Linked DNA regions of Hordeum vulgare: all the other regions are linked to region 3. Evidence: chromatin contacts called from public Hi-C data. All regions are on one chromosome and are shown on one strand. Each heading gives the region's core, a stretch centred on a gene start, on an enhancer-like site or on the middle of the called end of the contact. The rest is flanking DNA. Distances are from core to core; before and after follow the strand shown.

Region 1 (2,700 bases), core at 79-2,578, 400 kb before region 3:
GGTTTAGGTTTAGGTTTGAATCTAGCTCATGTGGGTTCGGTTGAGGTACAGTTCAGGTACCCAACCATTCTCAGATTTAAGGGGGAGGGGTTGGGGAGCTCCTACCTGTCGCTCACTGCGGCAGGGGGTCTCCGGCATTTCCTATTCAGCGCTCGAGGCGCCGGTTTCTTCCCGTTTCTGTTAACCGGTGGCGTGCAGTAGGGTTAGTTGGGCTCGGCCCATTCTATCTTCTTTCTTCTGTTTTCTAAGATCCAAAAAATGTGCAAGCTCTACAATTCAAACTTGTGACCTCTTCACCGAGGGCACAATGCGCTCGCTACACAAAACCGACCGGCTCCGTTCACCTCACTTGTTCAGTTTCATCTTTCCAACCTTTTCTTGTTATATCTTTGCCCCTATTTTTCATTTTAATTTCTTTCTCGGATGTTTTTTTTTCTAAATTGAATGAACTGGTTTTAAAAAAAACTAATGATTTTTTTTTTCAAAATAGATGTTTTTTTAGAAAAAATGATTTTTTATTTAAAATCGGTAATTTTCTTTTTCAAACTGGATGAACTTTTAAAATTTTTAATAAACCTTTTGAAAAAATTTATGAACTTTTTCTAAATTCCATGATCTTTTTAAAAGCAGTTAAGTATTTTTAAATTTGACGAATGTTTTTCAAAATCAGTGAACTTTAAAAAAAATGATAAACGATTTTCAAAATCCGTTAATATTTTTAAAATTCTATGAACGTTTTTGAAAATCACTGACCATTTTTTCAAATTTGATGATTTTTTTTCAAAATACATTACTTTTTGAAAATTTGATGAATGTTTTTCAAAATCACTGAGCTGTTTTTCAAATACGGTAACTTTTTTCAAAATTTATATATTTTTTAAAATTTGATGAACTTTTTTCGGATCAATGATCTTTTTTCCATCATAGATGATTTTTTTTTTTAATTTGATGAACTTTTTTTGGATCGATGATCTTTTTTCCAACATCGATGAACTTTTTTCGGATTCGATAAATTTTTTCCATGATCGATGAACTTTTCCTAAAATTACTGAACTGTTTTTATTGTGAACTATTTTTAAAAATGAATGAAGATTTTTCCAAAATCGATGAACTTATTTTTTAGAAATTATAAACTTTTTTGTAGTTTTATGAACTCTTTTATAAATTACACAATTGATTTTCATATGTGGCGGCGCTTATTCTCGGGCCGGCCCAACTAGACGCAGCTGTCGGCGCCGGTTGCGTTCCCGGCCACTGAAGGCGCGCAATAGGAGCTCCCGGTACCTCCTACTCGACGCATTTTGCATCCAATAGCGATGGCTTCGCACAGGAGGGACGAAGCAACTGGGCCGCCGTTGCTAGCAAAGCGACTAGGTCGGCCAGTTAACCGCCTTCGTTTTTTCCTTCTTTTTATTTATTTTCCATTTTATTTGTTTTTTCTCTTCTTCCTTATTTTTTTCTGTGTTTCACTTTTTTTAAAGGTTACATTTTAGTTTTTTTAATTTATGAAACTTTAAGAGCATTTGTATTTATAAATAAAGTTTATAAATATAAATATTTTTAACTTTCGCAAGAATTTATAAGAACACAAATATTTTTGAAAACAGGAGCATTTAAAAAACTTAGAACAATTATTTTTAGAAAAGATCATTTTCTGAAATTTGTAAATATTTTTTAAATCGAGAACATTTTTTCAACATATGTACACTTTTTGAAACACTAACATTTTTTCAAAAGGCAAAAAAATTTAGAAAATGAAGAACATTTTTCAAATGGCGTAACATTTTTTCAAATTCTGGAGACATTTTCTCAAATTCCGGATCATTTTTTCCAATTCCGGAATATTTTTCAAATTCCAGAACATTTTTTCAAATACCGGAACAATTGTTTGAAAAATATGAAACATTTTGATGAAAATTTAAGAACATTTTTCCAAATTCCGGAGCATTTTTTTTCAAATTTCACGCCATTTTTGCGAATTCCGGAACATTTTTTCAAATTCTGGAACAATTGTATCAAATTCCAGAACATTGTTTCAAATTTGGGAACATTTTCTAAATTTCAAGTCATTTTTTCAAAGTCCGGAACATTTGTTCAAATTTTGGGACATTTTTTCAAATTTTGGAACATTTTTTCAAATTTTTGAGCATTTTTCAAATTCTGGAACATTTTTTCAAAATCAAGAATATTTTTCAAACCGAAACAGAAAAGAAAAAAGAAAAAACTGGTTCAGGGAATCTTCTAGAAAGTTCGCAAAATCGAAAAAAACCAGCTTAAAAAGTCTAGAAGTTTCCAGAAACCAGTAATCCCGCAACTGTTAAAAATAGGCCGGCCTAGATCGTCTTCGCTCGCGTTCTACTTGTGCAACGCCGCAGCAATTTGCTGCACCATGCGGCAAATAGGTTTTCCGCGGTAGGGACCTCTGCCGCACAGAACGGGCGTCCCGATTGGCTCCCCAGTTTTGTTTCTTTTTTTATTTTATGTTTTCCTTTTCTGTTTAATTTCCTTTTTTTGTTTGTTTATTTTTATTTTCTACTTTTCTGTTTGTATTTGAAGCGAAATCATTTTTTGAAATTGAAGAACGAATTTTAAAAATCGTGAACATATTTGGAAGTGCAAACAATTTTTGAAAGCATGAATATTTTTGGAATCTTGAGAACAAAATATTGAAAAATAGAAAAAAATTAAAAACTCCGAAAA
Region 2 (2,700 bases), core at 100-2,599, 260 kb before region 3:
CAACATGGGTATCCAGACCCCGTTGTTGGTTATTGGCCGAAGAAATGTCTCGGTCATGTCTACATGGTTCCCGAACACGTAGGGTCTACACACTTAAGGTTCGTTGACGCTAGAGTTGTTATGGGAATTGTATATGTGGTTACCTAAGGTTGTTAGGAGTCCCAGATGAGATCCCGGACGTCAGGAGGAGTTCCGGAATGGTCCAGAGGTAAAGACTTATATATGGGAAGTCCGTTTTCGGCCACCGGAAAGGTTTTGGGATTTATCGATGTTGTACCGGGACCATCGAAAGGGTACCGGAGGTCCATCGGGAGGGTCCACCTATCCCGGAGGGCTACATGGGTTGAAAGGGGGAGGGAACCAACCCCTGGTGGGCTGGTGTGAGCAAGGGAGGAGGCCCAAGGTGCACAGGGGCCAAACCCTAGGGCTGCCGCACCACCTAGGGTTTCCCTAGGGTGGCCGCACTCCCTCACCGTCCCTCCTATATATAGTGGAGGTATTGGGAGGGTTGCACACACCCCGTCTCTCTCTCCCTCGGCGCAGTGCTACCTCTCCACCTCTCCTCCTCCGTGGTGCTTGGTGAAGCCCTGCCGGAGAGTCACAAACTCCATCGCCACCACGCCGTCGTGCTGCCGGGATTCTCCCTGAACTTCTCCTCCCTCCTTGCTGGATCAAGGAGGAGACGTCACCGGGCTGCAGGTGTGTTGAAGGCGGAGACACCGAATGTTCGGTGTTTGGATTGGATCGCCGCGAGTACGACTTCATCAACCGCGTTCATAGTAACGCTTCCGCTTTGCGATCTTCAATGGTATGAAGATGTTCTACCTCTCTGGTTGCTGGTTTCTCCTAGTTTGATCTTGGTGTGACGTAGGAGATTTTTTGAATTATTACTACGATCCCCTACAGGTATCTACATAAGCCATGGGGCTCGAGTTCATAGGAGAGATCAAGCTCATCACGGTTAGGGTTTAGACCACAACATCCGATCTCGGAGTAGATCAACTATGTACTCTCTACTATTCCATCAATAACAACAAGAGTAGGACATATGGTTTTATCTCAATCAAGAGGGTCCGAACTTGCGTAAAACACCTCTTCATTGTCTCTTGTTATCCCTCAACCATAGATTCGCAATTCGGACCCCTTACTCGAAATTAGCCGGTTTTAACACCGACATTCATCGTCTTTGAGTCTTTGAACAGATATAAAGCATATGACACCAGATCTCATCACACGACAAGAAACATTAACCTCGTCACACCAAGGAGACGACATAAATCTACGCAGGAGCTCCGCCAGAAACTCTATTCTTATGGTTTTTGTTATTCTTACCTTTTGAGAGGCCCTAGTTATGAAGAGAGTATTAGTTTCGTGGAGACAAAACCTCTAGATCGCTCGCTGCGGGCAAGTGTCGAGCGTGCGTCAGCTGCGGCGCACGCAGGTTTTCCTTTTTCCCGGTGACTAATTATGGACGCGGAACAATGTAGTTCACCAAACCAACACCGCACAGACGCGCAGAGCCAGCCGAGTCGCATTCCCACACACACACAGCAACAAACCTCCGTCCCCTTCCTCCTTCCTCGCGTCGGGGGTGGGTGGAACGTGCGCCGAATCAGCACCAGCAGCCCGCTCCCCCGCCCCCGCCCCCTTTTATACCACGCCGCCAGTTCACACCAAAGCTTCTCTTCTCTTCTCTCCTCCCTCCACCTTCGATCTTCCGGCTGGATCACGCGCGCAGTCAGGGCTGGGCGCTTGCGGAATGGAAGATCCGCTCTTTTTAGCCACTTGTGGTCAGTGAGCGGTTTGGTGGTGGTAGTTGGCCTCGCTTTCTTGGAGGGTTGCACCAGCGGCAGCGCGTGCGGGAGGGAGGGAGAAGGACTGCTCCTGTCGGCCGCCATGGACTCCGGCAACAGCGGCAGCCTCCAGTCGTCCAGCGGCGGCGACGACGACTTCGACTCGCGGGGAGGCGGCGTCGACTCCTCGCCGCTCTCCGCGCTGCTCCGCCCCACGCCCTCGCCCTCGTCGGCCGGGGCCTTCTCGATGCACGGATCGCTCTACGGCCTGCAGGATTTCACCTCCGCCTCGCCACAGCAGCAACAGCAGCAGCTCCAGCACCAGCAGCACCACCACCAGCAGCAGCAGGCGTCCTGGTCGGCGCAGTTCATGGCGGGGCCGGCCTCCTCGTCGACGCGTGTCGCGCCGCCCGACGCCGGCATGGGCGCGAGCGCGCATCAGGCGCCTGATCCGTCTGCTGCGGCTGCGGCGGCGCCGCCCAGGGGGTCGCGGAAGCGGGCGCGCGCGTCGCGGCGTGCACCCACCACGGTGCTCACCACCGACACCTCCAACTTCCGCGCCATGGTGCAGGAGTTCACCGGCATCCCTAATCCGCCCTTCGCTGCCGGCGCAGGAGGCCCCGGTGCGTCTTTCAACTCCCGCTTCGACCACATCTTCTCGTCCTCCGCCCTCCGCTCCGCCGCGGGTGCAGCCGGCGATCCAGCCTCCTCGCTGCCGCCGTACCTCCTCCGCCCTTTCGCGCAGAAGCTCCAGACGGCAACCTCGCCTTTCGCACCCTTCACGTCGCCGTCCTCGTCAACACCTCCTGGACCGTCGTCGAACATGGGCATCGCCAATGCCAATGCCAGGGCGGCGGCCACGGCCGCCGCCACCACAACAGCGTCTGCCAATCAGCGCGGCGTCGCC
Region 3 (2,700 bases), core at 142-2,641:
AGTATTTGATGTTTTTGTGTAAGAGTTGCTGAAGGTTGGTTGCTTGGTTCTCCTACTGGTACGATAAATCTTGGTTTTTAACTAAGAGAAATGCTTTCGCTACTTTACTACATCACCCTCCCTCTTCGAGAAAAATCACAATGCCATCACAATTAGCACTACTGCACAAGGACTACTTTACTCCGAACCCAACTTTTTCGGATGATCCATGGTTTCGTTGTCGTTTTCGTATGCGCAGATCATTGCTTTTGCGCATTGTGAAGGGAGTGGATGCACACGATGACTACTTCAAACTCACAAGGGACTGTTGCGGTCAACTTTATTTCTCTGCTAAGCAGGAATGCACGCCTGCACTGAGAATGCTTGCACTTGGTACTGCCATAGATGTTGTTGCTGAGATGGTTTGAATGTGGGAGAGCACATGTCCAAAGACTACTATCGGGTTTGCCCGAGTCATGATGCGGGTGTGTGGAGCAGAGTATTCGGGAAAAACAAATGTGCAGGACACAAAGTAGTTGTTGGTTATTGGAGAGACCATGCGGTCTCGAGAAATACTCGGATCAATCGATTGCATCCATTAACAATGAAAAAACTATCCAAAAGGCTTATTGGGTATGTATATCAAGGTCACACCAAAGAGGTCACCATCATACCGGAAGCAATGACATCACATGACTTGTAGATTTTGCATGCTTTTTTTTAAATGTTGAGTTTTTATATTAACATCAACATGCTTCAACGATCTCCCGTGTTTAATAGGCTTTGTAATAAAAAATGTCGCCATGCAATGACACTATCAATGATCTTGAATACGATATGGGATACTATATTACCAATGGCATCTATCCTCAGTGAGTGATGTTTGTGAAGATAGATGTAACTACAAGGCTTGATACATGAGAGGTGGGTTGTCTACCTCGACGGATGTGTCCCGACACATCCATGAACGTATAAGTGGCCGAATGATGTAGATGCTCTCACCACGTGTCTGATCTGATCCTCCTTATATAAAGAAAAAAGCGTATACGAGCTTCTGTTGCTGTCTCCATGCCGAATGCAGCAGAATCTCCCCCCGCAAGAAGAATGCAGCGGAGTCGCTCTCTCCCTCCTTGTTCGTACGCCCTCTGCAGATTCGGCCGTGCGCAAATCACGCTTCCTCACACGGAGTTTGCGATTGCGAGCTTGCAGACCGTAGCTTTCTCGCGCTATACGCAGATGATCCTTCGCGACGCATGCATCAATATCATTGTAGCAGGAAGATGGTACGTACGCGCCTACGCGGTGAGGTCATGCGTTCTCGTGAATGCGACGCTGCCACCAGCAAGAGAGGAACCGATCTGTGCTTCGTGGCCGTGGGTAGGTGGCCGTAGGCGTGTAGCTCGTCAACAACCAAACTGTGCGCGCCATCGTGGCAGGTCCGTGTCAGTGTAGGTCATTTTCGTGTACAGTGAGACTGGTTATCGTTGAAAGCTTAACGACATTAAAAATTGGATCGACTTCCGGTTGGAGTAGTGGTACTAGTTGTCGCCGTGCTCTTCCCCGGGAGGCAAAATGGTGACCTGTGCATGCATGCATGCATGCACGCTCCAGTGCTCCACTTGTGTTAAGGTAAGTAGACTAGTAGCGCTTGGTTGGGGGGAACCAAATCAGGTTCGCAGATCATCGAGCGCGAACGTCCGCGCGTCGGCCACAGCGCGCGAAGGGCTCCCAGACGTGCGATCGGCCGCTGTGCCACGAGATGATAAATGGAAAGATTTTCCGGTCATATTCCATATTCCATTCTCTTCCCTCGGTCAAACAAAATCTGGAAAGGTTTTATATTCTCCACAACCAAACAACACGATGGATATCGGCTTGGTTCTTGCAATGAAACACAAGCTAAACCCCTGAGGCCTTGTTCGGTTTCATAGGATTTCAAGGGGTTTGAAAAAGATTGAAAGGGATTAAATCCCGAGCAAGTCAAAATCCACCTCAAACCCCTCCAATCCCCTTGTGGTGGAGATTAACCGAAGAAACACTGAGAGTGAAAAGGCCGATGAAAAGAAAAAACTCCACTAGATGAATAAAAACATTTGACTAAACATGAGTGGCGGGAGAGACGGGATGCAACTTTTGTTTTCATCGGGAGGAACCATTCAACATATATTCTGTGATTGTCCAATCTCCGATGTCACCGGTTGAACGCTAAACAAACAACACGCCAATACTAGTGTGTCAGAGTTGGTTGTGGGAGCCCCTTGAAAACTTATGTGCCACGCTAAAACAATGAAATTGTTGCTATAACGCTCATATATGGGCCGGCTAATGAAACTCTTGCTCGCTCAGCTTGCCTTCTGTTGGGTTTAGTTCCACGTCGGTTGTGGGAGAAGACATAACACGACTTATATGGGTGAGGGTGCCCCCCTCCTAACACGCTAGTTTTTTGAAGGGAGAGGGCCCAAGGCCTGTCATAAGTCGGTGTTGTTCTCCGGTTGGGCCTGTTAACGCATGTGGGTCGAAAACGCTGGTGTTAGCGGATCCGGGATTGCGTTTAGTCTTTTGAGGGGAGAGGGCATGAATTTAAAAAATATTCTTGGATCACAAACAATGGTCTTGAATTTAGGAAAGATTCGCAAATTTAAAAATATTCATAGACTTTAAAAATGTTCGTGAGCTTGAAACATATTCATAAATTTCATAAATGTTCATGAATTTAAAAAA

The links. Hi-C and Micro-C count contacts between places; a contact is called where the count stands out from the background.
Region 1: a contact with region 3 is called in a Hi-C map of seedling, with 5 times the contacts expected there. The contact joins two enhancer-like sites. A contact is called at or near these places in 4 of 6 Hi-C or Micro-C datasets (leaf and seedling).
Region 2: a Hi-C map of seedling shows a contact between it and region 3, with 3 times the contacts expected there. The contact joins the promoter of LOC123398676 here to the enhancer-like site in region 3. A contact is called at or near these places in 6 of 6 Hi-C or Micro-C datasets (leaf, seedling and an unstated tissue) and 1 of 1 datasets of contacts at active chromatin or transcription factors (embryo).

What each region holds. Positions count from the first base shown.
Region 1 is chr5H:407,492,064-407,494,763 of MorexV3_pseudomolecules_assembly, reverse strand. No RefSeq gene overlaps it. Among protein-coding and RNA genes, the nearest start is that of LOC123396703, 79 kb to the left of the region's middle. Within about 2 kb of position 1,328, at least 3 of the 3 cell types and tissues checked have open chromatin away from gene starts, as enhancers often do. A contact at or near this core is called in leaf and seedling, where this site is marked.
Region 2 is chr5H:407,346,984-407,349,683 of MorexV3_pseudomolecules_assembly, reverse strand. It overlaps LOC123398676 (nuclear pore complex protein NUP62-like), which reads left to right and starts at 1,349. Exons shown (of 1, transcript XM_045093123.1): 1 at 1,349-2,700. The coding sequence starts at 1,468.
Region 3 is chr5H:407,087,957-407,090,656 of MorexV3_pseudomolecules_assembly, reverse strand. No RefSeq gene overlaps it. Among protein-coding and RNA genes, the nearest start is that of LOC123395320, 18 kb to the right of the region's middle. Within about 2 kb of position 1,391, at least 2 of the 3 cell types and tissues checked have open chromatin away from gene starts, as enhancers often do. A contact at or near this core is called in leaf and seedling, where this site is marked.